Regions from separate parts of the Mus musculus genome. Here region 2 is linked to region 1. The links are chromatin contacts, called in public Hi-C maps. All regions are on one chromosome and are shown on one strand. The core of a region is the stretch at or near the end of the contact, and the rest is flanking DNA. Distances in the headings are between cores, read along the strand shown.

Evidence for each region. A called contact is a pair of places that touch in the nucleus more often than the background predicts.
Region 2: a Hi-C map of the N1E-115 cell line shows a contact between it and region 1, with 1.8 times the contacts expected there. The contact joins two enhancer-like sites. A contact is called at or near these places in 1 of 484 Hi-C or Micro-C datasets (the N1E-115 cell line), 1 of 115 datasets of contacts at active chromatin or transcription factors (embryonic stem cells) and 2 of 9 other capture datasets (liver and pancreatic islet).

What each region holds. Positions count from the first base shown.
Region 1 is chr2:165,041,898-165,044,597 of GRCm38.p6, forward strand. No RefSeq gene overlaps it. Among named protein-coding and RNA genes, the nearest start is that of Ncoa5, 8.5 kb to the left of the region's middle. Within about 2 kb of position 1,339, at least 63 of the 459 cell types and tissues checked have an H3K27ac peak or open chromatin away from gene starts, as enhancers often do. A contact at or near this core is called in the N1E-115 cell line, where this site is marked.
Region 2 is chr2:165,194,429-165,197,128 of GRCm38.p6, forward strand. All of the region lies in intron 1 of Cdh22 (cadherin 22), which reads right to left. Among named protein-coding and RNA genes, the nearest start is that of Gm36803, 14 kb to the right of the region's middle. Within about 2 kb of position 1,388, at least 49 of the 459 cell types and tissues checked have an H3K27ac peak or open chromatin away from gene starts, as enhancers often do. A contact at or near this core is called in the N1E-115 cell line, where this site is marked.

The DNA of each region.
Region 1 (2,700 bases), core at 89-2,588:
AGCCACAGCCATGTGGAAGAGGGTTCAGGTGAGTTTGAGGACGAATGTCAGAAAGGCATGTGTTACAATGACCCATGGAATTCCCAGCTGGGCAGGAAAATCCATTTTTCTTTCCCCACTTCTTTCTTTCTTCCCCTCTATATATTAATAAAAGACCGTTCCATCCCTTCTCTACAGCGAGAAGCAGGTTTTACAGAAGCAATGGTAGCTATTAACACCTCAGGGCCCACTATCCCTTTCTCATCTCACCTGCAGGCTACTGAGATCTCCTCAGCATTCCAGAGCAAAAGGTCAATGGCCGTAAGGGATGGATGCCTGCCTCCACAGAAAGTCTCTCTAGTCGTCACAGGGACCTGTGTGAATTATCTCTCAGGTCTGAGCTCTAGTGACTGGAATAGAGCAGTTCATTTCTGGGCAGGCAAAAACAGGTTAGAGCTGGCTGTCACATTCCCACAATGCCTTCTTCCTTGGAAAGTTTTTGACTTCTCCAGACAGCCCGAGGAGGTCGCAAGCACACTAACACTTAGAAACAAAGCTAGTCACCAATGGTGACCTCTCTTGGGGTAGATGAGAGACTGAGGGTGCTCTTTGAGACAGGAACTTTGCCGAGCACTGTATACATACTCTTTAACTACATGAAACACAGATATTGCTCTCCCAGTTTCTGGATGAGAATACTGTGTCTCAGAGGAGCAGATAATTACCCAAGGGCATAAGGCAGTTTGCTTGTGGTGGGATCTTTGCTATCAATATGTCCCATATAAAAACAGTGATTCTTCCTTCCATTTTACAGATGGGTAAACTGAGACTCAAAAGATGTGAATTCATTCTGCTCCCTCTTATGGTGCAACATTGTTAATAGTCAGGATTTGAACTCATGTCATTGAGACTTCAAAGCCCTCTTGTTCTACTGTACCTTGTGGCTTTTTTTTTTTTTTTTTTTTTAAATGGGAATACCATGGAAACGTAGCCTGGGTGAGTTGATGGTTGGCCATGTGTATGGCTGCAGCAAGTGTGGCTGTGTCATCCCTCAGGATTAGATGATATGGAAAGAAATAACTACTTTTCTCATTCCTGTTGTGGAGTCACATGCGAGCAGGTGAGAAATACACACTATCATAAGGAGAACTCCATTAGCCCCCATTGTTTAGACAGAAGAGTCAAAAGTAAGAAGCAGGAGATAAAAGAGCTCACAAGGAAGCAGTTCTCTGTTGGGCTCCCGCTGAAACAGAAAGAAACGGCTCTGTTTCACAACAGTTAGTGATGAGCTACACGAGATGAAAGTCGTCTTGTGACCCGTGAGTGTAATGAGATGAAGATGAGGTAATGTGATGTTTTATAACGATAGAGGATCTGAGGAGCTGGGAATTATCTCAGCGTGAATGACTACTACCAGGAAGCTGAACAATGGGACCGTCTGGAAGCAATTCTCTATTCAGCCGTATTTATAGCGCCATTCATCTTCTCTTTCAGTTCAGAGGTCACCGGGGCGCTTGTCTCACCTTGCCGAGTATATGAAAATACAGCGCTTGTCACAGTCCCGACTGCTTCCTTCCGCGGAACCTGTCACATACAAAGGAGAGAGAGAGAGAGAGAGAGAGAGAGAGAGAGAGAGAGAGAGAGGCAGAGCTCTCCAGAGCAGGGAATGAATAGCTCTGGCTGAAAGAAGAGAGGGAGGGAGGGAGCAGGGGAAGAAAGAGCTAAGGAGTTTGCCCACCACTGCCCAACTTGCCTGGAGCTGTTACATAAGGTGGTACCTGCTAGATATCTGTGGCTGCTTACCCTTATTAAAGCAAGGACTGGGCTACCTGGGATGCTCCCATTGGTAAAGCACTTGCCTTAAATGTTCAAGAGCCTTAGTTCAGCCCCCAAAACACACGTGAAAAAGCTGGTGGTGGTGGCACATACTTGGAGTCCTGGGCTGGGGAGGCAGTCAGGCCAGTGTCTGGGGCTCACTGACCAGCCAGCCTGGCCCAATTAGTGAGCTCCAGGCCAGGGAGAGACCCTGTCCTAAGGGAGGTAGATTGGTTTCCTGAGGGTGACATCAAAAGCTGTCCTCTGTCCTCTATATATGGGGAGATGCATGCACACATGTGTGCTCAAACACACACACACACACACACACACACACACACACACATCATGCATGCACGCACACACACAGGCACAAAGTAAGTACAAAGACATCCATTTGCTTAATTGTAATGTTCACATTCAAATGTCCATATTGGATGGCACAGATGTGGAATGTGTCTGCCATCACAGATGGGCCAAAGCACTAGTATACCTAGGAATATTCAACCCCCAAGACTACAGAAACCCTAAGGCTTCAATAACCCTGGACCCTAGAGAGCTTGATACAGTCTTCTGACATGGATATGAGAACATTCTGTGCCCAGGACCATGGGGGAGCTATCTGAATCCCCTGAAATGGATGTTTATCATCAATGGTTTATACCATTTGTGCTAGATACTATGATGATAAAAGTACGCAATCCAGCCTGTCCGATAACTGTGCAGTGTTCTCTCTCTCTCTTCACAGAGGAGAAACAGAGGTTAGGGTGGGGCCACACGGTAGCACTGTGGTTTTGAACTCACTCGAGGGTCAGAGGTCACAGAGATGACTATGGGCTCTGTCATCTGATGCTTGTCTCTTCATGGATCTCTGAAGGATCTTAGCAGCTGCCTCTCCAAGTGGAA
Region 2 (2,700 bases), core at 138-2,637, 150 kb after region 1:
GCCTTTGCTTCTTTATTCTTCTATCTTTCCTGTTATGTGTATGGCTATTTTGCTTGCATGTATGGCATGTCTGTGCACCACCCAATAGATACCTGTGGAGGACAGGAGAGAGCATTGGCTCTCATAGAACTGGACTCACAGAAGGCTATGCTACCCTGTGGGTCCTGGGAACTCAGCCCGGGTTCTCTGCAAGAGCAGCCAGTGCTCCTAACGGCTGAGCCATTGCTCCAGCCCCTCTACTTAATTCCTTTGAGACAGGGTCTCTCAGTAGAACTGGAGACTGCAGATAGACTGGACTGCCTGGCCGTTAAGCCCCAGAGATCTTCCTGTCTCTGCTTTCTCAGTTCTGGGATGACAGACACACACCCCTGTGCCCAGCGTTTCCTGGGTGCTGGGGACACAAACTCAGGTCCTCAGAGTTGTGTGGAAAGCGCTTTACTGAGTCATCTCATGGGCCCTACTTTGTTTAGTTTTTTGAGATGGGATCTCAGTAGTCCAGACTGGTCTCAAACTCACAATACAGAAAAAAAAATGACTTTGAACCTCTGATCCTGTTGCCTCTGCCTCCCGAGTACTGGTTTCGCAGGCAAGAGTCACCTCGCTTAATTTACTGTTATGGCCTTGGGAACTGGCACAGTGTTTGACAGGCTTCAGTCTCCAGCTACTAGGGCACGGGATGATGGGCTGTGCCCACTAGCCTAGTGTGGGGACAGCTCCTGAAACAGAGCTCCCCAGACCTTTACTCTGACCCAGCTTGGACTCTACCCCTAACCCTCTGGGCCTCACTCTCCCCCTTCTGCAGTGTGGCGAAGCTGGATGAGACAGCTGACAGTCACAAACTCACAAACTTCCGTGGCTACCATCATATCTCTTTCTCTTTGGAAAGAGTCCCCTCGCCTGTAAACGGTTCTCAGACCTAATCCGCCCCCTTCTCCAAACACGGAGCATGCGCACACATGCACCAGGGATGGAAGGTGACGGGCCCGCTGCCTGGACAGGGGCCCTGAGGTTGAGTTCTGTGTGCTAGTTGATAGCAGCAGGCTCCATGGAGGCCCCTGGGAGGATCTTATGCCAAGCCAGGCTTGGCTTTTGAACCCACCAGACACTGGATTGCCCAGCCCACCAATGGCCTGGGGCCGGATGCTCACTGTGGCTAGGGCTCTTCCCCATTAAGGCCTCCGCGCCAACTGTCTGCAGCTGCGAGACACAGGCGTCCTGGGTGGCGCGTTCCACTGAATCAAATCTACCACAGACTCGGGACCTGACCTCAGCTCTAGAGATGACAGCAAGCAGGATGCCGCCTGAGCTGGGGCTTAACCAGCCAGGCCCTGCCATCCGCAGAGGAGGGAGCCCCGGGTCTGCCGCCTGCTGTGCTCACAGCGGGATCAGCGCCCCAGATCTCTCTCAAAGCCAGGCCGCCACCGCTGGCCTCGCGGCTCATCTCCCGCAGCTCCCTGAGGTCCGGGCGATTATACCACTGAACATTCCGCTTTCATCTTGTCAACCTCGCAGTAAATTACAGGCCCGGGGAGGCGTGGGTCTCCTCCTTAAACAAGATTCAATTCCACTTAGCTGCCCCCCTTCCCGCCCCCCACGTGGCTCCCCCTCCCCCAGCCCGCTCAGGATTTATGGCCCTTCCTTGCCGGCAGCTGGTAACCATGGCAGGCTCCTTGGGGAGGCTGCAGGCTGGAGCCTTTGGCAGCCCCAGGCTTCAGCTAGCCTGGCCACCGCCTACTCAGCGGGGAGAGGAAAGGCCAGGAGTGTGGGGCTTCTAGAAACTTGAAGTCGTGATAACAGCAACACTAGCCACAGTGAGAACTTGTGTCTCACACACCCAGTCTTCCTGTCACTACTGCACAGATGCCAACACGGATCCATTGTACCAGTCAGTATGTCACTTCTTCCTGTTCGATACCGGCACAGGTGGCTAGGTGCTTGTCCCCAAGATACGTTCGGTCATCTCGGGGTTGGTCTGTTTCATCAATTTAGAGACACAGTTGTTTGTGGGTCTGGAGTTGCACCAGGGGACCAGTCTCTTTCTAGAACCTGTTATTGCAGTCTTGGGCCAGGGCGGTCATTGCAGATCTCAGCGCCTGCTTATATTCCTTCAGCCACCAGGAGATCACTCCCTTAGCAGTCACCTAATAATAGACCAGGCCTGGCTGTCCCTCGAAGACACCACTGCGTCATTTAAGGTCCTCTGCTTTCTGGCTTCAAACTGCCTTGTTCAACCCAGGTTTTCTCCATCCCGTTCTGGGGGCTTCCCCCGTCTTTGCTCTCCTTATACATTGCCTTGACCCCACCCCCACCCTTGCTTCACTGCATCTCAGAGGATCAGAATTGGAAACCTATCACTGCTCTCACTTTCCTGACGGAGAGGCTCAGGATGAGGTAGGTGACAGTGGGCTTAGATCTGCCAATGCAGAGCACCCAAAAGGCCACCATCCACTGACTGCCATCCACTGGCTTGACACCGTGGCTCTGAGTATCTTACACTGATAAACCACTTCATTCTCACAGAGCACCATGAGGAAGTCCCTGCTCCTGTAGCCGTGGATATGAAGCATAGAAGTCAAATGACTTACCCAAGAACATACAGTCTAATGTTTGAGCCACACTTCTACCCTGGGGCTCCATGGCCACATGCCCTACAAGCCAGGGAGAAGCAAGAACAGACTAAGGGAACATGGCCTACCTCTT